Linked DNA regions of Mus musculus: all the other regions are linked to region 7. The links are chromatin contacts, called in public Hi-C and promoter capture Hi-C maps. All regions are on one chromosome and are shown on one strand. The core of a region is the stretch at or near the end of the contact, and the rest is flanking DNA. Distances in the headings are between cores, read along the strand shown. Region 1 holds the start of Sun2 (Sad1 and UNC84 domain containing 2). Region 2 holds the start of Dnal4 (dynein, axonemal, light chain 4). Region 3 has its middle 18 kb from the start of Cbx7. Region 4 holds the start of Npcd (neuronal pentraxin chromo domain). Region 5 holds the start of D730005E14Rik (RIKEN cDNA D730005E14 gene). Region 6 holds the start of Nptxr (neuronal pentraxin receptor). Region 7 holds the start of Tnrc6b (trinucleotide repeat containing 6b).

Region 1 (3,309 bases), core at 454-2,953, 970 kb after region 7:
ACGTGTGAGCCAGAGAAGTCCTTGCCTCCTCCAAGTTGCTTTTGGTCCGTGCTTTATCGCAGCAGCCGGGAACCAAGCGAGGACATCAAGTTCATGTTGATGTCTTATAAATCAAGAAAAGCATTACAACATGATAATAAAGTATCATCTTTATACCCATGTGGGTAGAAACATAACTTTATTGTTGTTCTAGAGCCCTCATGTGGGCTGTCTGTGCGTGTGCTCCACCTCAGAGCTATAAGATGGGGAAGGCACTACCCGCGGCAAAAATAAATAAATAAATTTAAAAATGGAGGACCATAAAGTCTGAATGTGGCCCTACTCTTGAGGTCAAGGTTGTTCCCCTCTGTAATCTTATCTAATAAAAATAAATTAAATAAAATAAAGTTAAAAAAAGAAGAAGGAAAAGGAGAAGAAGAAGAAGATAGTTAGCATAATTGTCCAAAGATACTGTAAGGGTAGACAGCATCTCATTTCCAGATGGGACAATGGAGGTCTAGAAAGGGGATCTGGTTTTATTTGGCAGTGGAACCAATCCAAAATGAGGGTGTGTGTATTTCCTCAGTTTCCTACTGCCTTTGGATACCAGCTTTTTTTTTTTTTTTTTTTTTTCTTTTCGAGACAGGCTTTCTCTGTATAGCCCTGGCTGTCCTGGAACTCACTCTGTAGACCAGGCTGGCCTCAAACTCAGAAATCTGCCTGCCTCTGCCTCCCCAGTGCTGGGATTAAAGGCGTGAACCACCACTGTCTTTCTTGTCCCAGTTCCCCCCACCCCCTTGGCATTTTAAAGTGAAGGACACCGGATCTCATCATCCTTAGAAGATATTGAACAGAAGTGGTTTATCCCCAGTCGCACTCCTTTATCTTCTGGGGGCGGGGTGTGTGTGTGTTTGAGAGAGAGAGAGAGAGAGAGAGAGAGATGGGGTGGTGGTGGGAGGGGACAGGTCCGTGGAGTCAGGAACTCATCCCAGGGGGAGGAAAGTAGGAGAACCGTGTTGCCAGCCCTACCTTCTCTTGCAACCAGCTGTGGATGGAGCCTTCTTTAAAACAGAAAAGCTGCTGTCAAACTTGGGGTTTCTGACTGGACATGGTGGTGCACTCTTATCTCAGCACCTGGGAGGCAGAGGGGTAGGTGGATCTCCGTGACAGTAAAATCCTGTCTTGGAAAAACAAAAACAACAACAAAAATAGGTGGTGCGGGAAGATGGGTATCCTGCCCACCTTGGAATTTAAAATTCAACCTTAAAATTAAATAGTATTAATCTTCTAGACTCAACTTCCCCTCTGGGTGGGTTCTTTATAAGAAACAAAAAAAACTTCCACGGACCTGTTTCCCTCGTCTTTAAAATGGGCAGACACGGCTGACGCTGGTAAGCGTCCAAACCACCCGCGCGGGGCCGCGTCAGGACCCTATCCTGGGGCCAATTTCATGACACCCTGTGTGCTCCCGCACCTAAAGCCTTTAGAGCTCCGGCGCCGCGCGCGCGTGGGCACGGATGCGCGAGGGAACGCTCGGGTCCCACAGCCTGGAGGTCGTACTCGCCCCCGCCTCCCACGCGCGGACTACAGGGCCCACGCGGAGGGCGGGCCGAGCCGGAGCCTTTGTGTTCAAATCAACCAATGGGCGGCGGCAGAGGGCGGGGCGGGCCGGCTGGGCCCGGCCAATGACTTGTGGGCTGTCAGCGTTGATTGACAGGCGCACACATACACACTCGGCCACGCGCGCACCGCCCTGCCCCACTCGCGCAGCGCGGTCCTCTGCCGGCCGCATTGTCCGCTCACCGACCCCGCGCCGTCCCGCGTCTCCGCTCCGCGCGCGTTTCAGCCCCAGCCCCGGGCCCGGCCCGGCCCAGTGCGCGGCGCCGCCCGGGGGACTCCGACGCGGGAAGAACCACGCAAGGTAAAGAAGGGATTGGGCCCGCCTCCCCACGGCCCCGCGCCCGCCTGACCCGGGTCGCCGTCCGGCCAAAGCGCGGGCCTGCGCCTCCCTGTCCGGCCAGGCCGGGCCACTCCAGCCCCTGCGCGACGCACGCCCCGGGACACTCGCGGGCCGGCGCCCTGACGCATCGCGGTCACGGGGAGGGCGCTGTCCCCAGGCGGGACTTCCCCAGCAGCCTCCGGGGAGGAGGGCAGCCAAGACCCAGCCGCCCCAAACCGGACCAGGGCTGTGCCACAGGCCGAGTCCTGGCACTGGAAGTTCTCAGCCTGCGCCACCGCTGCCTGTCACAGTTATGGGGTACGGGGGAGGGCCCTTTTAGCTCAGTTCCAAAACAGCCAAACCCAACCAAAACAAAACAAAGCCAGCGCGCTCCGGGGTGTGACTTAGAGCCAGGACAGAGGGTGAGCGCCTGGAGCACTTTTTTGTGTCCCAGGGGAAATGGAGTGGAAATGTCACGTATAATATTCCCCAGGATAGGGGAATCTTCGGGACCAAGGCTCTGCAGTAGGAAAGTATGTTTTATTTGAGGGTTTTGTAACTAATGGCGGGATGGAGGAGTGTCTATCTCAGCGGCTCCCCACGGTAGACCTTTGTCATCTTGTGTAATCTGGATGGCCGCTGTGGCAAACTATTTTGTGACAACAGGATGAATATGAAAGATAAAGATAAGGTCCACACCGCTCTGGGAGTGCTGGGAGGTGGCACACGGGGCAGTGTTCGGTGCCCCACCTCTCCACCTACTCAGAACGTTTAGATTCTTGCAACAGCGGCGTGGGCACTGTATAAACATGTTACACTCTTTTCCCCCCTGGCAAAGGCTTCATGTGCTACAGCGGGGCAGGGGTTAAGAGGTGGAGCATATGGGCATCTGGAGCTGTCAGGTGGGGGTGGCAGTCATGGGGGGAACTACCTTATAAGGACTGGAATACAACCCAGGACCAAGGCAACTTCCTGCTTTGGCTACTACCACTTGGTCCCTTTACCAACACCAGTCGAAGAGAGTGAGAGATGCCAGATGGGCATCCCACCTGGGAAGATGCCAGTTAGCCCAGACAGGAGGCTACTTGTCTTTCTAGCTGGATGAACCTGACCTTCTGGTTTCTGTGGTCTGGGTTTGGGTGTTTCCCACCATGCGAGGTCACTATCCACCAGGAATAGCAGAAACAATACTAAGTCACAAGTACCAGGAACTCATTTTGGATGGGTTTGGGATCTAAAGTTTTGTAATCCTGCTAGCCCAGGCTCGGTGAGATTCCTGGGTTGATATTCTGAGATTTGAAGCTGGGTCCCGTGCCTGAAAGATTTGTTTATCTTCACTTGTTGTTTTCACCTTGGTCTTCTTATCAGTTTCACTCCACCCCATGTGGTGA
Region 2 (3,097 bases), core at 289-2,788, 940 kb after region 7:
TGTGTGAAGGTTTCTGCGGTTGGTGCTGCCAGCAGGGAAGGAAGATGGTCTAACAATTGCTGTTGCTCCTCAGAAGGTCACTGGTAACCACAAGAGAGGGAATTTCAGAAACATCGTGGGAGTGGAAGCCAGATTGTGGTGGGCGGGAGAATGAATGGGAGGCGAGAAAGAGAGGATGGCAAACAAGGACCCCTTTGGGGGAGTCGTTTGTGTAAGTGACAGAAGTGAGAGCGTCATCCCCCTCAAAGGCTGCCCTTCATCTCCTGGAGAAAGTTGGAAAAGAGGATTAAGGAAATTTGAAGGCTGAGTAAGATTCGCCACAGACAGTCAGAACTTTCCAGGGAGGCTAGCTAGGAACTGTCGTGTGCTGAGCTGAATTCCTGCTGCCAAGTCTCAAACCAAGCCCAATGTGTGTGTTCTGGGTCTGTACACTCAAGCTAGGTTAATCCACTGTCCCAGATCAGACCTTGTTACCACTCTCCCCAAAGCTCTCCAGCAACCAATGACTCTATCTCACCTCACACCAGGGGCCACTTGTGTTTCAAACCTCTCTTTCTTCTGCCCTGCTTCTTTCTTTGTCTTCCCCTCTACTTGACCTACTATGTTGACCCTGCACTCCTACTACGTTGACCCTGCACCCAGGCCTCTTGGAGCTACCGCTGTCCCGCTCCCATTAGCATTCTGGTCATCTTGGGCTCTTCCCGCCTCGTTGTCCCACTTAAAAAGAGCCAGTACCCTGCCAGTCTCTGCTATAGAAGCACGCGGAAACGATTCCATTTCTTCTCATGGCTCTATACCTTCTGAACTGTGCCTTCCGCAGAATCACCAGCTAGTGGGGCTTCATTAATGATTGCATGATACGCATAGAATAAATGTTTAGATTATGGGGCATTCCACTGATCCATTCTTCTTCTTCACCTTCCCCTCAGCAAGAGGCTCTAACACTCTTTGGTCATTTCTTTCCAAGAATCAGAAGCAGGTTCCAGACAACTGCATCTGATGGTACAGGTGTCTCCCAGCCCCTGGGACAAAGCAACCCTGGAGGGTTTGCACAAGGGAAAGATCTGGATTCCTTCTCTGAGGTTATGCCTTGATTCTTTCCTTCAGTCTCTCTAGTTCTACACATTGGCCCAGACGGGATCACGGATGCTGTTAACAGTAAGCACTGTGTTGCGAATCAATGAGACAGTCACTCACTGTAAAGGACTAAAACACTACCTAAGTTCTGGTGGTTATCAGGCTCCTGCGGTCGTCGTAAAATAGCAGATCAGCGTCACGACACCAACAAACTGCATTTGTCATTTTCGATGTCGAAAACTCCCAGGGCAATACAGCTTTAAGAAGTTTGTTCCTCTACAAAGACTACTTCTGCCTGTCCGCAGCTGCTCCGGCAGGCTTAAGACGACTATGAGCGAAGCCCCACCTCCTCGGTCTTTAAGCCACGCCCCTCGCGTAAGCTCCGGCCTCCTAGGCCCCTTCGGAATTAATTGGCACTTCTCTACACCAATAATAAGTGATATTGCTGTCAACGTCCGGTGACGGGACGGGACTTCCGTGATGGTTGCTAAGACACTCTGGCTCGCTCCTTGACAACCCTGGCGGGGGTGCGCTGGCTGTGGCCTCGGCTCCGGCCCCCGCGGGAGCAGGTGAGGGCGCGGAGTGCGGAGGGCAGCGCGGCGGGGAGGGCTGGCCCTGAGGGAGGGCGGGAGGATGCGCGGGGCGGACAAGGCCTGGCCCAACGCTAGGCCCCACCTAGGTCCCCAGCCCGCGGTTCCCGGCCCAGGACCTCCCCTTGTCCCACGTAGGAGACCACGGAGCTTGGCAGTGACATTGCGCACCAGCACCACTTTGCAGGCCGCTCCTCCTCACTCATCTTGGGTCCTGTTTAGCTCCATGCCCTCGCATCCTCCCTGTTTTGACTCCCACTGCACTTTGTCCCCGCACCACCTCGCTGCTGACTGGTGGTCTAAATCGCCTCGTCCCAGATCACTTGGTTTGGAGATTTGGCGATACTCTGGGATTCTAGGCTGACTATTGCCCGACGGGGGGCACTCAGTCTTCCCATCTATAAAGTCGAAATTGGGTTGAATGGTCGCAAAGGCCTTTTGGACTCTGACGTCCTAGCATGATGTTGTGGGACTTAACTGTCAACGCCCCTTAGGATGTGTGTTCTCCTAACCTTTTATGTAATGCAAAGAATTTGGCAAACTTAAGTTGGATTCCCATTGGTAAGAACTACCTAAGATCTCTCTGGGCACCAGTCAGTGCATCTATAAAGCCAATAGTCTGAAGTTCATCTCCTTTGGCAAATGAAGTACAAAGGGTCCAGTCCAGTGTAGACGGTACTTGCTCACTTGTCTTTTTTCTGTGTGTATGTGCGTTCCTGTGTGTGCAGTTACATGTGGAGGCTGGAAGTCAACATTCGGTGTCTTTCACAATCACTCTCCACCTTATTGTCTGAGACAGGGTCTCCCTCTTTGATGCCAGGAGCTCACCACTGGGCTTCATGGCTAATGAGCTTCCAAGGATCCATCCTCTCAGCTGCCTCTCCAATGCTGGGCTCACAGGCATGGCCGCCTCACCCAGCCCTTTACACGGGTGCTGGGATAGAAAACTCTGGTCTTCATACTTTTGTAGCAAGCACTTTATAAACTGACCTCCACCCCCTAATTTCTTCTTTTTGTCTGTTATGACCTCACACTTTCCCTCCTGGGAAGAGCCCAGTGCTTTCCTGCGCAGTATCCCACTCAGTAGCCACTGTCTGCAGATGAACCTCAGGCCTGCTGTCTGGCTCTGCTCTTCCCCTGTGGCTAGGAATTCTTGGGGTACAGGAGTGAGGAAACTGAAAGAGGTTGGTACAGTGATACGAGGATTCATAGCTTCCCTTTTCCAACCATCCATGACTCTGCCATCTTTTCCTCCTGACTAAATGTCTCCATTTGCATTTTGCCAGCTGCTAGCATCAAGCTGGCCTGCCTATCTGTTCTACCTGGTTTCTTCCATGCTCTGGTAGGCTCATCCCTCTGAGAAAGTTATCAAGTTACCTTGATTCTCTCTCCGTGGGGTATCACACCCTCCCCATTCCTGAGACCATTCT
Region 3 (3,030 bases), core at 171-2,670, 760 kb after region 7:
ATATTTCCTATCCAGGGAAACCCGGTCCCTTTATGGGAAAACCGCGGGGTAGCTGGCCGCGCTGCCTCTCACTGTATTTGTACGGATAAATTGGGATGGGCACCCAGAGTCAGGGTCTCCAGCACTGCTGGGTAGGTGATGCTAGGGCAGTGGGCATCTGTGTGGGCCTACTATGTGCTAGATGCTTCATCTCATAGCAACCCAGGAAGTTGTAAACTTCTCCAAGCATGGGGTGGGGGGCTGGGGGGCGGATAACATGCCTTTAATCCCAGAAGGATCTCAGAGTTCAAAGCCATCCTGGTCTTCAGAGTTCCAGGACAGCCAGAACTAAAGAATGGGACCCTGTGTGGTGCAATAGAAGGTGAATTGGTAGCTTGGGAAGCTACAAAGGCACTGACTAGCAAGCATGTTCTTAAGGCTGGCTACTGAGCCAGGTGGTCTCCATTTATCCGTGATAACTGGGGCCCTGTCCTGGTTCCTGCAACATGAGACCTCCCATTGGCAACTGATCTGTTTTGAAGCTAGCCAAAGGTGAATGTGGGCAGTCTGACTCTAGGTAGGGCCTGGCACCCCATCTAGAAGCTGTTCTACGTGGTCCCCGGGGCTGTGGGATTCAGGTTGGTCAGGAACCATACATGGGCTCAGAGGGCTCGTCCAGACTCCATTCTCATGTTGGTGGCCGAGGGGAGTCACAGAAACAGGGAGCATGCGAATGGAGCAGGTGAGCTCTGTCCACACCCCAGCCCTGGTATTTTCAGGGTGCATGCCCTGCCTTTCAAGGCTAGCTTTCTCTATTCCTTTGTCTAGGCTGTGTACTTGGGGCTCACCAAGGGATTCAAGTGGGGTCCCCAGCTTTTCATTCTCATCCAGCCTTAGAGCAAGTGACAGGCAGTGAGAAGTGTGGAGCTCTGTGACTCCTGCTTTCCTGGGCCCCAGTCATCTCAGCTGACTGGAGACCAAGGAGTCATTCTCATGGGATCCCTCCATCAGAAATCAGGAGGCCGGGTGATTTGTTCAGAGTGACAGCTGTCACCTGGTGGAGCAGTGACCTGAAGCTGGTCTCAGACTGGTCTGGGAGTCTGGATCCCGCCCCTCCTCCACTCCAGGCTCAGCGTCTGAGCTCTGGGGGTTCTGTCCTAGTGAGCACGGCACTGGCTCTGGGTCCCCCGGGGGGGGGGGGCTAGGGTCAGGTAAACAGGATCCCAGCCTAGCTGCCTGACCTTGCTTACCTCCCGAAAGAATGCGAGGCATTCTGCCCTGTCTCGAGGCTGAGTCACCCCACAGCAATTGCCCGCAGGCGGCCTCCAGCAGCCCTCTTTGACGGACCCCAGCCCCTTGCCTTCCCACCGAGTGATGTCACTCCTGTTGCCCCCCTGTCGGCCCCCCGTGGAGCCCACCGAGGGCTCCAGTTGCCATGACGACTGCTCACAACAGGAAACGAGGTCTGCACTGGGCAGAAACACAGGAAGCTGCGCTGAGCGCTGGGCAGCATTGTCAGCCCGTAAAAAACAAAACAGGACAAAAAGATTTAATGAGAACAATTAGCCCAAAGAAAGAGGAAAAAAAAAAAAAGAGGCCAAAAAAACAAACAAAGCCAAACAGCCTGAAGACAGGGGCTGGCTAGGCTCCAAGGACCCCGTGTTTTCCCGCCCACACAATGTAGGTTAAATAATATTTCCTTCTCAGAAGAGGCTCCTTGGGGCACGGGAGTCCTTACCGGTGGCTCCCCCTGCTGCCTCAGGTGCAGCACTGGCAGGCCCTGGGCACGACCAGCCCTGTTCCACTTTGCAGAAGGGGCACCCAGCTCAGTGGAGAAGATCTCAGCCAGTGGGTGCTCTCAGACCGACCAACGGCCCTGGTGTGAAATCAGTGCGAGTGACGTTGTCTTGAGACTTTTTTTTCGGTCTCTCATCATAATATCCTCAGCATCCTCAGTATCTTCCCAGCGCACCTCAGTGAGCTGGTACAGCGCAGGAGGTGCAGATGTTTGAGGAATGAGTTAGCGCATAAATTGACTTCCCTGGAGGCCGGAGTCGGTTCAGCGTAAACTAACTAGCATCAGAGACGGGTAAAAGGGCGTCATCGGGGGCCAGGCGCCCAGTTGTTGGAGCTGGAAAGACTTGGTGGGGCCTTATAGAGGCATGCTCACACCTGTCTTCCTCCCTGTCTCCCATGACTCTCTCTGATGGTAGGATCTCCCCTAGCTCTGTGATGTGGCCTGGAGGACAGCCTGCAATTCCGAGGAACCATGGGAAGCCTAGGAAATGGAGTAGGCCCTGGGCAAGCAAGGCTGCCATTAGCAAATCCACTCAATGCCCCTCTTAGGAACTGAGGGGTGTGAATGACCTTGGAACGATAGCCAAGCTAGACTCTGGACACATGATATTCAAGGCGCCCCCTGAGATGAGGCACCAGCAGGCACCTGAGGTGGGTCCAACGTCCCTGCCAATGATCAGCAACGGGAGGCTGTTCAGAGCCAGGCTGGAGAGTGGCAGGCATGCTTAGACAAGAGGCACTGCAGAAAAGAGACCAAAAGTAACACACAGGCATTTTGTTTGGGCAACAAAAGTGTATTTGTTCGACTCGTGTACAACATGAGCTCAGGCGCTGGAAAGGAAACCCTGGTTGTCCTGGGAGAGACCCGGACCCACAGGATTGCAGTGGAGACTAAATTAAAGGAGAAACGACCCAGGGAAGAGCTAGAGGAAGGGCCTGAGAGGCACTGGTAAAGAGTGGGACCTGAATGCCCAGATACCAGGGAGTCCTTGGTGGCTTCTCTCTCTCTCTCTCTCTCTCTCACTCTCTCTCTCTCTCTCTCTCTCTCTCTCTCTCTCTCTTCCTCTTTTCCTACGGGGTCTCACAATGTTACTGGCTAGCCTGGAATTATCTATGTAGACCATGCTGGCCTTGAACTCACAGAGATCCACTTGCTTCTCCTTCCTGAGTGCTGGGATGGCAGGCGTGTGCCTGGCTCACAGGTGGCTTTTGAGCAGGTGGTGATGTGTGTAAATGGGTCGGGTTGTTTTTCGG
Region 4 (2,961 bases), core at 455-2,954, 880 kb after region 7:
CTCACCGCACTGACTTTTGTTTCCCAAAGCTTCCACAATGGCTCACAAAGACTGCTGAGTGATCTGCTATGTGGATAGGTGGCCATCTTCTTCATCCTGTGGCCTCCTCAGCTTGCACAAGCACAGACACCCACACATTCAACTTACCTGCTCATCCACGCCACCCCACCGGGGCAGAACAACTCTCTACTTAGGTGATGTTCACCTCAGGTTTGCTGTCTTGCCAGCTAAGAGGATTTTCTCAGTAGCATAAAGACTTTGAGGGGGAGCAGAAGGATTTCAGTCAATGTACTTTCTATACATATCTGCAGGCGTGCAGGGATGGAAAGCTGAGATTTTCATCAGTGAATTTGCACCTTCAAGAAATGGTGCAATCGCGGGGAGACTTGTACAACCCTGTGCCCCCACCCCATTCTAATAAGCCAATCATGAAATCAAAAGATAATCCTGACCCTTACAAATCCCCACCCCTCCTCCAGCCCAGCCCTAGACAACAGGTGAACAGAGCAAAATCAGTGTTAATGTCCAATCAATATCATTAAGGGAGGATAGCATCTCCAGTGTGAATAGTACAACCCTATAGTGCTTAAACATTTAAATAGATAGAACATGTGTGCCTGTGTTCTCCAAGTAGGTGATGTATCTATGCATATTCATGCAGGCCCGAGTTTAGGGAAAGAACTGGGCTAGAGGACCCCAATGACTTAATACAGGTTATGAATTGCTCCTTCCCTTTCGTTTCCTTATTTATATGTGGTTAATTTTTTTTTCTTTTTGCAAAGAACAAGACCACTGGCCTAATGGAAACTCCGATTAAATAATTTTTCAATGTGTGTTTCCAGCGAGGTGGGCTACATCCAAGAGGGAAAGTTCCAGATCCCACTTGCGCCTCCCAGGAGCAATGGCGGAGTCATTCCTGCAGCTGTGGTTTGTAGAATTATGCTGTGGCCTGCGGCCTGAAAATCCCAATACAGATTTGACCATGAAGGCGGGTTCTGCTGAGTGACCCAAAGAAAGACTGCTTTGGACTCAATCTGGGATGCCCTGCGGTTCTCTTTTGAGACCTCTCTCTCTTTGGTTTATAAACACACTCGCCAAGGTCTACTTGTAGGTGTTGAGACCATGGTCGCAGGCCTGGGTCACCTCTGCAGTCACCCCCCCCCCCCCGCCGCCCCCTTCCTGCTGTGGCGTTTTTGTTTTAACTTATCTGAACCGGTTACAAAACCACACTCCCACGAATACATAAATAATGGATGGGGTGATGTGTTAAAGAAATCCCCACAAGGCCTGGCAAAGCTGCAGTGAATGCATTTCTGCTGTATCATATTTAACTGTTTGCAAACGTCTGCAGGAGGATGCACAGCGCCTAGAGACTCCTGGGCCTATCGCATCTCTCTGTCGAGGGCCTGGCAATTCTGGCATGAGGAGTTACAAGGAGGGTAGGAGGTGGCAGGGATCCTGGGCCTGCAGGATGAAGTGGGACAATGTAGGATTGCACTGCACCTCACTCGGCTTGGCAGCAGCCAAGCATCCATCGGTCTCCCGCCAGGACTGCGGGGGAGAGGACAGGCCCCTTTAAGAGCCTTCGCGCGCCCCCGCCCCGCGAGCGCTCATTTTCCCTAGCAACCGCCCCGGGGGAGGGGGAGGCCCTGGCAACGGCGCTCAGGCCCGGAGCATCACGTGACGGCCCGCAGCTGGAACGCGAGCGCGCGCCCCGCCGAGCGCCCGCCCGCCGGGGGCCTGAGCGCTGGGGCGCGTGCGCGAGCGGTGCAGCACCGGCCGCGGGAGCAGGGAGTATTATGGGCTGTGGGTGCCGCTGAGCAAGATGGAGCTGTCTGCAGTAGGCGAGCGGGTCTTCGCGGCCGAATCCATCATTAAACGCCGGATCCGCAAGGTGAGCCCTCGGCCGGGACAGCCCTGTGTTCCCCGCGGTGGTGTCGGAGCCCGCGGGGCCCTCGGGGTGCAGTGGTCCGGCTAGCCGGGTTCCCTCAGCCACCCCCGCGCCGCCGCCTCCTCGCGTCCCTGCATCTTCCCCACCCCCACCCCCTATTTTTTTTTTTTTCCTTTCTGTTTTTCAGGGACGCATCGAGTACCTGGTGAAATGGAAAGGGTGGGCGATCAAGTGAGTGTCGTGGGTCGTTGGCATGGGGACTGGGGAGGCGGCAAGAAGACACCTGGGCCTTGGATAGGGGGTGCGTGCTTGAGCCCTCGCGGTGTGCCCCTGCCCCTTGGGTTTTCATTTTGCTCTTCTGTACGCGTGACTCGGCAGGTACAGCACTTGGGAGCCAGAGGAGAACATTCTGGATTCGAGGCTCATCGCAGCCTTCGAGCAGAAGTGAGTTGGAGAAGCTGGCAGGCGCGGTGGGGCGCCGCGCAGGGAAGCGGGAAAGGCGGGCAGGGTCGGGGAGTGGGGCCCAGGAAGGGACCCTTTTTCATCTTTGGCGTTTCTTGACTACAGGGAAAGGGAACGTGAGCTGTATGGGCCCAAGAAGAGGGGACCTAAACCCAAAACTTTCCTCCTAAAGGTAACCTGGCCCAGCCCCAGCAGCCCCCGCTCGGGCCCCCAGCCAGGGCGCAGCACAGGGCCGGCCTGCAAGGGAGGGACAGATCCGCCGCTGCCTAGGCGGGCAGGCTTTTCCAGAGGGGCCCCAGCTGGGCAGGGGGTGGTTGTGAGTCCCTGACAAGTCCCTGGCAGCGGGCCGTAGCCAGCCCAGCCAGAGGGGCCTGGGAGTGGGGTAATCAGGGATGAAACCAGGAACTGGGGGTGGGGGATCGACTGTGCTCCAGGAAGCGGGTGAGTGAAGCAGGTGGGGCATACTCAGGGGAGGAGGTGACTGGGAAGTTCTTTTCGCTAGTGAGACCCTTCATCTCCTCCAGCCTTGAACACACTGGCCTGTTTTGTGATTTAGAGTCTTGGAGCTGTTGAGTATAGATAGGCTTACCTCCTGGCAAAACACTGGC
Region 5 (3,358 bases), core at 673-3,172, 820 kb after region 7:
GATGACTGGTCAGTAAAGCGGCTTGCACACAAGTCCTGATTCTCAGAGCAGATATAAAAGCCAAGTATGGGGGTTGTGAATCTACAACCCTGAGTTGAGGTATCAGAGATAGGAGGATCCCAAGAGCTCATTGGCCAGCCCGCTGGAACCCACAAACTCATTTTGGTGAAAGACTCAAAAAAATAAAGGGAAGAGCAACTGAGGAAGACAATTGACATCAACCCCTGGCTTCCAGATGGGCGCCCGAGTTATATACTGTGCCCATCTCCCAGGCCCACCACACTATATACTGTTAGAGAAATTCCTAACGTCACATGGGCAATCTAATGTCTCAGGATTTCTCGAACCTGAACTCATCAAGTCCTTCCCTGACCCTGCAGGCGAGGGTCCCCCCAAATAGACAGGGAAAGCCCAAGCCTGTAACTATAGTCTTTAAGGAGCAGAAACAAGAAGATTATGCCAAGGTCGAGTCCTACTTGAACTATATAGTGAGTGCCAGGCTAGCCAGGGCTTCATAGTAAAATCCTGTCGGGGCTGGGGTGGGGGAGGGTGGGAGAGGGAGACAAGAATGTAAAGAACAGCAACAACAACAACACAGCCAAACTACCACCACCATCACAATAAAATTCCACAATATAATAACAACCAAAAATCAGGAGACAGGGGGCTGGTGAGATGGCTCAGTGGGTAGGAGCACCTGACTGCTCTTCTGAAGGTCAGGAGTTCAAGTCCCAGCAACCACATGGTGGCTCATAACCATCCGTAACGAGATCTGACTCCCTCTTCTGGAGTGTCTGAGGACAGCTACAGTGTACTTACAATAAATAAATCTTAAAAAAAAAAAAAAAAATCAGGAGACAGAGTCTGGATCCCTTCCCTCAAAGCTGGCTAGGTATTAGTGGCCTGGGAGGACCCCAGGCTGGACCCTTTCCCTCATAGCCAGCAGCCTGTAGAAAAGAGCTGGAAAAATCAGACGTCTATCAAGCCTTGGTCAGAAGAATGGGATCGGAGGCTTATCTCTGACTCTGGAAGGAGAGGTGACATCTGGGACTGGTTACAAGGCCACACCCAGGGGACAAGGCTATTAACAGATAATTGCTGATAACTGGCTTCAGGAGCCCTAATCCTGGAGACAGACAGCTGGCCAGGGGCTTTCTGTTGAAGACTGAAGACATGCTATTCTGTGATATGACTGTCGCCTCTCTCTATACAGGTCTATCCATCACTGGACAGGACAAAGTTGCTCAGGGTGAGGTGAATTGGTTCGAAAGACGGGCCAGGGAGATGGTTCAGCGGGTAAAAGTATTAGCTTTGAAGTTAAAGCCTGCATTTCCACCACACCCACGCATGCACGCACCACTTGCAGCTGGGCTGCCCACGGGACAGTGGCCTCCACCGACATCACAGGCACCAGGAGAAGGGACAAAAATCAGAATGTCACCCAAGGGAGTAGGCAGTATAACTTTCTTCTTATATGTAGGTTTAAAATACACTCACATCTCTCTCTTTCTTTTTTTTTTTCTTTTGTTTTTTTCGAGACAGGGTTTCTCTGTGTAGTCCTGGCTGTCCTGGAACTCACTTTGTAGGCTGGCCTTGAACTCAGAAATCCGACTGCCTCTGCCTCCCGAGTGCTGGGATTAAAGGCGTGCGCCACCACACCCGGCCACTCACATCTCTTGCCATTGGGCATGTATACATATGTGTATGTGTTCTGAATTAATATGTGCATGTCTGGGGGTCAGGAGAAGGCCTTGGATTCCCAGAAGCTGTAGTTATAGGTGGTTGTGAGCCATACCATGTGTTTGCTGGTAGCAGTTGGTCCTCTGTGGAAGGTGACAAAGGTTCTTAACTGCTGAGCCATCTCTCTCCAGTGCCAACCCCGCCCCCTATTATTTCTCTTTTTCTCTTAGCTGACTGGTGTGGTTCCGAGAAGTCTCCACAAGCATCCAGGCAATGGGTGTGTTAGGGGAATTTCTCTTTACCCTTTCCCTTTCCCAGCTCAGAGTGGCTACTTCTGGAAAGGTGGTTCACATTGCCTTAGAGAGTGGTCCCCTCTTCTCCCAGTATCCCCTGAGGTTGGGTTAAAACAGCACGGATATTCTAGGACATCTATCGAAAGTTCTCCATACATGGTCGTCCAAAGTCTGCTTCCATGGATTTCTCTTTAAAATTTGAAGCCCAGACCAGCCTAGCCCTGGATCAGCATGAAGACCCAAAGGCGAGTAACCCCAGACTGAGAAGTCTCAACAGGAAGAAATATGGGTGACGTGGAGAGGGGTACAGGGTGGCCAGTTTAGAAGCAGCTATAAGGTAACCGAAGCGGCTCAGAACAAGGACCCTCGAGGGGAGTGGGAGCTACGGAGTATCCTGGAGAATGTGAGAGAGGAATCGGGAGCTGGGGACCTAGAGGAGAGGCTCGGTATACAGCAAAATGGGGGCCACCAGGAAGAGACTGCAGTGAAAATTTTGGAGGAGCGGGGCCAGCGGTACCTGATCGGTGAATAGCATTTGCGATGGCTGCATCCCAGACAGAATGGTCCCATCCCAGCTCTGGGCCCCAGGCGCTGGGGTTGCATTTTCTGTGAGCAGGCTATGGAAGACCCCCAGAAGTGAAACTGACCTCCCGGGCCAAGTGAATGCAGGCCCCACCTTCTTCCTGCATCAGCTCCCGGAATGGGAGGGCTCTAGGCGATCAAGCCCAGAAGGCTCCTGCCCACCTCTTTGTCCCTTGGCTTGGCAGAGACCTGCTCCTCTGTACAGCGGCCCGCGGGGATCGCAAAGAGAAAGGGAAACTAACTGATGGTAGAGAGAAGCTGATGCCGACCGCGGTGAGGGTAGGACAGACGCCCCAAGGGTGGCCCCAGGCGTCTCCATCCAACCTGCCTAGACCATCCTGTGCCGAGCTTGCAGCCAAAGCTGCCAGTTGAACCAAGGGTTTGACTCTGTAGGTGTTAAGGAGTGGGGACCCTTACATTTTCTCCCTTCGGCTTAGGAGGGGAGGGGACAGCCTGGCTTCGCATTTCTAATTGTGGCTTGGATTTTGGCACCCTTCACCTCTAATTTCCCAACTGCCCCAGGTGTGGAGCTAGACTGAGATCAACGGGGAGCACAAAAATGGATCATTGATGGCTCCGAATCAGCCAGCAGCAGGTGGCCGAGCTGGTATCAGAGCCCGTCATCCAAGCTTGTTTCCCTGCAGATGAGGGAGACCGAAATGAGTTTACTGTTCTCACAGACCTGTGTCTCTCGAGGGCAGTAGCGTGGACCAGTCAAATGTAGCAAGTGCACGCTTCTGGTTATTGAGGTTCAGCTAGCGTTCTTTGGAGGAGTGAATGCACACGGAGTCAAGTAATCTTCC
Region 6 (2,916 bases), core at 379-2,878, 910 kb after region 7:
GGTGGCTGACGACACTCAAATTACCTTTGACTGTTCTGCTACTGGGAGTGACTTCCTCTTGGCCTCTCCTGGCATTCCTGGCCCTTGAAGAACATTTTCCATCGGGATTTTTGTCTGCGTGTCTGTCTTCATGGACATACTAGAATCAGCTGGGGTGCTGATATCGTCTCTACCCCTAAGGCTGTAGGGGGCCCAATGCCTGTCATTGCCTCCAAAGATCTGAGGCTAGATCTCCAGTTGTGGATGCTTCCTCTGAGCCGTGCTGCCTGGGCTGGGGTCTCAGGTTATTAATTGTCATCAACGCAGCTCTGGGTGCTCATGATGAGCAGAGCCCGCATTGTGCCTCTCACTAGCATATCTGGACAACAATCCCTGACTCTAGGGTGTGGGTGAGCAGAGGTGACATAACCCCCAGCCTGGAAAATGAAGGGAGTCAGAACGGATGCTCATGGACCTCCAATGGGGTGCCAGTGACCAGGCAAGGTCCCCCAGGATTCTGGAGGTTGCTGCCTCCTCAGAAAGGTCCTGGTCCCCAGTCATGTCCACGTTGGTAGCTGTGGGGAGTCAGAGACTTTTGAGATGGTCAAGACTTGGCTCAGGACTTAGTGAGCCATTACCAGGCTGCAGCGTGAACCTTCATGGCCTCCAGGGGTTCTTCCAGCTCAGGAATCCATCCCAGGCAGAGACAGCCTGCAGAACAGCAGGGCTGAAGCCGGACTGGAAAGGGTGGGAAGATTTTTAACGTTTTTCATTGCAAAGTTAATTTTCAACAGAATATATATAGAGGCATTTTAGGCACGATAAAGTAAAACCTACACACATAGCCCACTCCTGCCTGGTCTTGGCGCCCACCAGCTTGCATCCCACCTGCCATTCTGACAGAGGCTGCAGCGAGCTAGGGGATTATCCTCTGGCAACTTTGATGCTTGCAGACCTAAGGGCTCAGATGGGGTGCTTGGAGCAGAGCGAACCTGCTCTTCTGGAAAGAGGAGGTAGCAGGTGACACTCAGGTGACCACAGCAGAAACAGATTAGGCCTCCTCACCCTCGACTGCTGTCTCTTTGATCGCTAGCTTTCACCTTAGTAGTCCTGTCCAGGCAGATGTGGCTCACCTCAATGCTGCTTCAAATGCATTCTAGCTGTGACCTTGGGCTGCCACTTGGCCTCAGTTTCAGAGGGTCTCAGTTTCCTCTTTGTTATCAGGAGCATGTTCAGGCTGAGGCTTAACTACAACGGAGCCGGCATCACGCTGAGCCCAGGGCCCTCAGTTTCCTCATTTGTATCTTGAACGTGTTCAGACTGGTGTTAACTGCAACCGAGGCTGCAGCGTGCTGAGGCCAGAGCCCCGCAGGGACACAGCTATGGGCATTCCGGGGGGCGGGAGGACCCGGAGAGGACCAGAGGCCAGGACGCAGGGTCGCCTTAGAACCCAGCCGCCACGTAGCCATCCAGTCACCTCCTTCTGAGTGAGATGAAGCCCTGGGCGTGGCGCACGCAGTCGGGCTCCCGGCACGGAACGGGTGCGGGGCTGGGCTTCGGCCGGCCCCGGGGGAGCGAGTGGGGCGGGGCCGCCGCGCCCGCCTTCTCCTCCTCCTCCCGCCGCGCGGGCTCAGAGCGGCGGCAGTAGCGGCCGCGGCGACAGCTCCGGCTCCCACTCCGGCTCCCGTTCCGGCTCCCGCGCTCCCGGGCCCTGCGCCCCGACCCCCGCCGCCGCGCCTGCCGGGGGCCTCGCGCGCCCCCTCCGCGCCTCACGCTGAAGTTCCTGGCCGTGCTGCTGGCCGCGGGCATGCTGGCGTTCCTCGGTGCCGTCATCTGCATCATCGCCAGCGTGCCCCTGGCGGCCAGCCCCGCTCGCGCGCTGCCCGGCGGCACCGACAACGCCTCGGCCGCCTCGGCCGCCGGTGGCTCGGGTCCGCAGCGCAGCCTGAGCGCCCTGCACAGCGCAGGCGGCTCGGCCGGGCCCTCGGTGTTGCCCGGGGAGCCCGCGGCCAGCGTCTTCCCGCCGCCGCCCGTGCCGCTGCTCAGTCGCTTCCTCTGTACGCCGCTGGCCGCCGCCTGCCCGTCGGGGGCCGAGCAGGGGGACGCGGCAGGCGAGCGCGCAGAGCTGTTGCTGCTGCAGAGCACCGCGGAGCAGCTGCGCCAGACGGCGCTGCAGCAGGAGGCGCGCATCCGCGCAGACCGGGACACCATCCGCGAGCTCACCGGCAAGCTGGGCCGCTGTGAGAGCGGCCTGCCGCGCGGCCTCCAGGACGCCGGGCCCCGCCGCGACACCATGGCCGACGGCGCCTGGGACTCACCTGCGCTGCTGCTGGAGCTGGAGGACGCGGTGCGCGCGCTGCGAGACCGCATCGAGCGCATCGAGGTGAGTGGTGCGCCGTCGGGGGACACGGGGTGGAGGGGCCCTGCTCAGCCTGCGGCGCGGGGGTCCCGGGTCCCTGGAGCTGCGGTCGGGTCACCTGAAGCATGCCCCTGGCAGGCACCATGGAAGTGTTCTGGTCCGAATCGCCGGTGGGAACCTGGCACGGTGATCGGGGCACGAGAATGGGAGAACGGCGTCCACTTGTAGTGAAAATTGATTGAGATGCAGGTGTGGGGATGTTTGGCACATGGTCTCCTTAGATGCTCTCCTCGGGAACCTAGAGCAGCTCCCACCCCGTACTCACTACCTTTAGGAGTACCGTTAGCTGTCTTGGCAAGCCCAAGAGTGCCTCATTAGCACCAACCTGCACGCCTGCATCACCTCTCATCCCCGGGCCACGCCCAGCTTTATGTACCTGAAGCTCTGAACTCTTGGGGTAAATCAGCGGATGACTCCTCAATAGGGGTGTACTTAGCTCCCTCCGCCTCCTTTTCCAGGTCAGATACAAGGAGTCCCCGGGGAGTAGGGACCCTTCTCGGGTTTGTGTGTGATGCTAA
Region 7 (3,202 bases), core at 250-2,749:
GCTACATGATGAGACCTTGTCTCAAAAACAAAACAAAACAAAACAAAACACACAGAGGCATGCATCCCAAGTGGGACAAACCAGTCTAATCTGTATTCTGGATACTGGTTATCCAGTATATGCCTACCTGTAGAGACTACTACTACACTGATATCCCTCCCACTTACTACATCGATACTCATGCTATACAAGTGTCTCCATGCTCTGCTCTTTAAGGAGCGTTCAAAACCCACGGCGAACACATAGTTTTAAAGTCAAGAACTGAAATCTCCCACAAGCGAAGAGAAACATTTCACAAAAGGCTAGGATGTGTGATTTTTGTACAGCTTACTGCTATGTTTAACTGTGAAGGAGGTACAAATGATGTTTTTATTCACGGAGTCTTGGTTGGTACTCTTTATTCAGAATCCAAGCAGCCCAAAGACACAGGAGAAAGCTTGAAGCTCAAAGTCTCAGACGGGTGACCTGCGTCCAAGACTAAGGATGGATGAGACGGCTGCTGTTCTTGGGTGTCGTGATAGCCACTGTAGTGAATTTCACTGGACCAGATATTTATTTAGCCATCATGGACTAACAAATCCGTTAGTTTGGAATTAAAGGGCACCTTACCAGCATTAGGTAGCAAACCCTTCCCAAGGCTCTTTCCAAATCTGTCATCCCTCCGCCCCTCGCCCCTCGTCTGTTTCCTCATCCAAAGTGAGCATCGCCTCGCCACAGCACCCCACCCCCGACCGCACGCAGCTCTCGCGGGATGCCCGTGGAACCTCGCTATCGGGGTCCAGCACATAAGCCTGCACGCCCGCCGCGCGGGGACACCGGATGCTCGCGCCCCACCGCCTGGCATTTGCAGCTCAGAGGGCCCTAGGCGACACGAAGCGCTCGGACAGCCACCGGCCCACCCGGAAGCCCTTTCCTCCGCTCACACCTGCAGGCGCGTGACGCCGGTCTGTCCCGGCCCCAATACTTGGGGACACCAAGGCCCTCGCGACCGACGTGACCGCGCGTCCCTCACACACCCCTCCCCCGCCTCACGTCTGCACATTGCGATCCCACAGCGCGCCCCGGGCAAGCGCCCCGGCCCGCCGCGGCCCACTCGGGTCGCGCGCGCTCTCTCCACCCGCCCCCCCCAACCCGCCCCTCCCGCCCGGCTCGCTCCCGTCGCGCGCGCGCGCGCGCGAGGACACGCACACGCTGCACCTCAGCGGGCCGTGCCGCGCGCCCCCGAGGGCGTCCTCAGTCGCCCACCCTGGGTCGCCCCGCTCCGCTCCGCCTGGCGGCTCCCGAGAAAGGAGCAGGCCCGCGCGGCCCACGATCCTCACTCACCGCTGAGCCGCGCCGGCTCCGAGTGCGCGGCGTTCCGCTGTGGAGCCCAGCGGTGACCGCGGTCTCCGCTCCTCCGCAAGCTGTGGAGGCGTCGTCGCGGGGAGGCTGAGAGGCGAGGGGGGTCACGGTCGCTCGCTTCACCTTGCCGAAGCTCGGGGACCCCAGAAACTAAAAACAAAATAAACAAACTTTCCCCTCCGCCTCCCTCCCCCAAAACCACAACACAAACACTCTGGCGCCCGCCCACAGCCCCACTCCATTGGCCGCAGGCAGGATGCCTCTAGCTTTCACTGGTTAGCTTTCGTGCCCGTCAAGCCGCTGGTCCTCCTCCCTTAAGTCCTCGCCGCTGCCGTCTCCCCTCATTGGCTAAGTGCTTCCCGTTTGCCGAGCTGGGATTGGCTGAGCGGCCTGCGCCAATCATGAGGGGACACACCCCCTCAGCATCCCAGAGGCCGCTTCCTCGGTCGCGGACCCAGAGAGACGAAGGGGAAACTAGAGCATGATGGCGGCCGAGATCACCTAGCGCAGTCATCTCTTCCCCCTTTTTTAGCTCACTAATGCCTCTCTCAGGGGCTGTTTCCCCCAAGCTCCTTTCACCATTCGAGACTGCACTAATAACGGAATCTATACGTGCAGGCTCCTTGATTTATCCCCTCCGAATTGCTGAGTGTGGGTTGGTTGTGCGTCATTGGACTGTCAGGGTGTCGCTCCCAAGTCACATCCTTAAGCTATTGGTGGATCAGCCAGAAAGCGGCCAACAACAAGGGCCCATGCCATTGGTTTGATTCCACTGTTTCCCCCACCCCCCTACCCCGGCCTCTTATTGGGCACTTCCGTGTTGTCCGTCAGATCCGGATTCTCCACACTACGTTTTGGCTGAGGAGCGGGGCATCTTTAGTCATTGAAAGTTGACAGTGATAACTACTATCATTTATTGTATTTTATTCCAAATACGGTCCCCAATTCTTTACAGAAACTATTCTGATTAAACAGTAATTTTACAGGAAGCAAAGCCAAAAGAGGTTAAGAGACTTATCCAAGGTCACCCATTTAGAAAGAAGTTTTGGGACATAAGGTGGTTTCTAGGCCTGTCTGACTCGTTTCTATACATGCCTTAGTATCTCTGAATAGTATCCGTCCGTCAACCCAGTATCTTAAAACTGTTTCCTTCAGAACCTAAATTACTCAGTTTCTGGCAATTAGAAACCTTGTCATTAACATTATTGGAGACTAACTTTAGAAAGATTGTCATCATATCCTCCTAGGCACCATTCTTCCCTGTTCTAAGTTAAACAGTATATTTTTCCTGACAAGAAGCACGTATAAAATCTATATTCTGTTTCTTTGTCTTTGTAAATGGTCATTTTTTTACCATACTTATGTGCCCAAGCAACACTCATACACACCTCTGACCATCTTTAGCTTGTTCCTTTGAAAGAATAAAGAATTCGAAATTAGGAGAAATTAAGTCTAGAGTGAGATAAAGAATCCATCCCTTTAGAAATAATTGATTGCATGCAAATGGAACAGTCCTCTGCCTCCAGGAAAGCTTCCAGAGCCGCTGATGTCGAGCAAGCCATGTGTGTTCTCCTGGCTTCTGGCCACAGGATTCTTTCTCTGTGACAGCTTTAATGGAAGCGACTCCACATTTCAGCCAGGGGAGGGCAGAATGCTTAAGACCCACTGCCAGAGTACCAGCCTCCAGCCTCTGGGACCGAAACGATCTCCAGGAACCTATGCTGGACTCTAACCCACATCTGGGCATGTTAGCGTATTACCATCCCAAATCCCTGTCCCTTGTAGGTGAGGGGGTTCATAGCCCTTGTTCCCCTTCCCTATCCAAGCTGTTGTGTAATCTCACTGGCACTGGCTTAACAAT

What was found. Promoter capture Hi-C pulls out the DNA fragments that hold promoters and counts their contacts. A called contact is a pair of places that touch in the nucleus more often than the background predicts.
Region 1: a contact with region 7 is called in a promoter capture Hi-C map of liver, with 5 times the contacts expected there. The contact joins the promoter of Sun2 here to the promoter of Tnrc6b in region 7. A contact is called at or near these places in 4 of 39 promoter capture datasets (hippocampal neurons, liver and pre-B cells), 1 of 484 Hi-C or Micro-C datasets (the N1E-115 cell line) and 4 of 115 datasets of contacts at active chromatin or transcription factors (T-cell acute lymphoblastic leukemia, astrocytes, embryonic forebrain and 1 more).
Region 2: a contact with region 7 is called in a promoter capture Hi-C map of pre-B cells, with 2.5 times the contacts expected there. The contact joins the promoter of Dnal4 here to the promoter of Tnrc6b in region 7. A contact is called at or near these places in 4 of 39 promoter capture datasets (the 3T3-L1 cell line, liver and pre-B cells), 3 of 115 datasets of contacts at active chromatin or transcription factors (astrocytes, embryonic forebrain and pancreatic cancer cells) and 1 of 9 other capture datasets (liver).
Region 3: a contact with region 7 is called in a Hi-C map of cortical neurons, with 7 times the contacts expected there. The contact joins the enhancer-like site here to the promoter of Tnrc6b in region 7. A contact is called at or near these places in 2 of 15 datasets of contacts at CTCF or cohesin (large pre-B cells and pro-B cells), 29 of 484 Hi-C or Micro-C datasets (B cells, the Ba/F3 cell line, CD4 T cells and 19 more), 9 of 115 datasets of contacts at active chromatin or transcription factors (T-cell acute lymphoblastic leukemia, astrocytes, embryonic forebrain and 6 more) and 1 of 9 other capture datasets (pancreatic islet).
Region 4: a promoter capture Hi-C map of liver shows a contact between it and region 7, with 4 times the contacts expected there. The contact joins the promoter of Npcd here to the promoter of Tnrc6b in region 7. A contact is called at or near these places in 1 of 39 promoter capture datasets (liver), 5 of 484 Hi-C or Micro-C datasets (the N1E-115 cell line, cerebellum, embryonic stem cells and 2 more) and 4 of 115 datasets of contacts at active chromatin or transcription factors (embryonic stem cells, memory CD8 T cells, neural tube and 1 more).
Region 5: a contact with region 7 is called in a promoter capture Hi-C map of pre-B cells, with 2.8 times the contacts expected there. The contact joins the promoter of D730005E14Rik here to the promoter of Tnrc6b in region 7. A contact is called at or near these places in 6 of 39 promoter capture datasets (the 3T3-L1 cell line, hippocampal neurons, liver and 1 more), 1 of 484 Hi-C or Micro-C datasets (B cells), 4 of 115 datasets of contacts at active chromatin or transcription factors (the NIH/3T3 cell line, bone marrow-derived macrophages, double positive thymocytes and 1 more) and 2 of 9 other capture datasets (adipose tissue and liver).
Region 6: a contact with region 7 is called in a Hi-C map of cerebellum, with 3 times the contacts expected there. The contact joins the promoter of Nptxr here to the promoter of Tnrc6b in region 7. A contact is called at or near these places in 1 of 39 promoter capture datasets (liver), 1 of 484 Hi-C or Micro-C datasets (cerebellum), 1 of 115 datasets of contacts at active chromatin or transcription factors (bone marrow-derived macrophages) and 1 of 9 other capture datasets (embryonic stem cells).

What each region holds. Positions count from the first base shown.
Region 1 is chr15:79,740,930-79,744,238 of GRCm38.p6, reverse strand. Sun2 (Sad1 and UNC84 domain containing 2) reads left to right here and starts at 1,703. Exons shown (of 18, transcript NM_001205345.1): 1 at 1,703-1,900. It overlaps Gm16576 (predicted gene 16576), which reads right to left and starts at 1,541. Exons shown (of 4, transcript NR_045069.1): 1 at 1,328-1,541; 2 at 1,009-1,156.
Region 2 is chr15:79,772,908-79,776,004 of GRCm38.p6, reverse strand. Dnal4 (dynein, axonemal, light chain 4) reads left to right here and starts at 1,538. Exons shown (of 4, transcript NM_017470.2): 1 at 1,538-1,646. It overlaps Gm30977 (a long non-coding RNA gene), which reads right to left and starts at 1,477. Exons shown (of 4, transcript XR_875488.3): 1 at 1,219-1,477.
Region 3 is chr15:79,949,036-79,952,065 of GRCm38.p6, reverse strand. It overlaps a transcript of Cbx7 not described here. Among named protein-coding and RNA genes, the nearest start is that of Cbx7, 18 kb to the right of the region's middle. RefSeq lists an enhancer at 1-2,129. Within about 2 kb of position 1,420, at least 214 of the 459 cell types and tissues checked have an H3K27ac peak or open chromatin away from gene starts, as enhancers often do. A contact at or near this core is called in B cells, CD8 T cells, the P5424 cell line and 13 more, where this site is marked.
Region 4 is chr15:79,833,076-79,836,036 of GRCm38.p6, reverse strand. It overlaps Npcd (neuronal pentraxin chromo domain), which reads left to right and starts at 1,704. Exons shown (of 9, transcript NM_001013362.2): 1 at 1,704-1,894; 2 at 2,079-2,122; 3 at 2,270-2,335; 4 at 2,459-2,525. The coding sequence starts at 1,826. Cbx6 (chromobox 6) reads left to right here and starts at 1,704. Exons shown (of 5, transcript NM_028763.3): 1 at 1,704-1,894; 2 at 2,079-2,122; 3 at 2,270-2,335; 4 at 2,459-2,525. The coding sequence starts at 1,826.
Region 5 is chr15:79,891,702-79,895,059 of GRCm38.p6, reverse strand. D730005E14Rik (RIKEN cDNA D730005E14 gene) reads left to right here and starts at 1,922. Exons shown (of 1, transcript NR_030675.1): 1 at 1,922-3,358. It overlaps Apobec3 (apolipoprotein B mRNA editing enzyme, catalytic polypeptide 3), which reads right to left and starts at 2,652. Exons shown (of 8, transcript NM_030255.3): 1 at 2,491-2,652. The coding sequence starts at 2,543.
Region 6 is chr15:79,803,421-79,806,336 of GRCm38.p6, reverse strand. Nptxr (neuronal pentraxin receptor) reads left to right here and starts at 1,628. Exons shown (of 5, transcript NM_030689.4): 1 at 1,628-2,362. The coding sequence starts at 1,754. All of the region lies in intron 5 of Npcd (neuronal pentraxin chromo domain), which reads left to right.
Region 7 is chr15:80,709,610-80,712,811 of GRCm38.p6, reverse strand. Tnrc6b (trinucleotide repeat containing 6b) reads right to left here and starts at 1,499. Exons shown (of 25, transcript NM_144812.3): 1 at 1,324-1,499.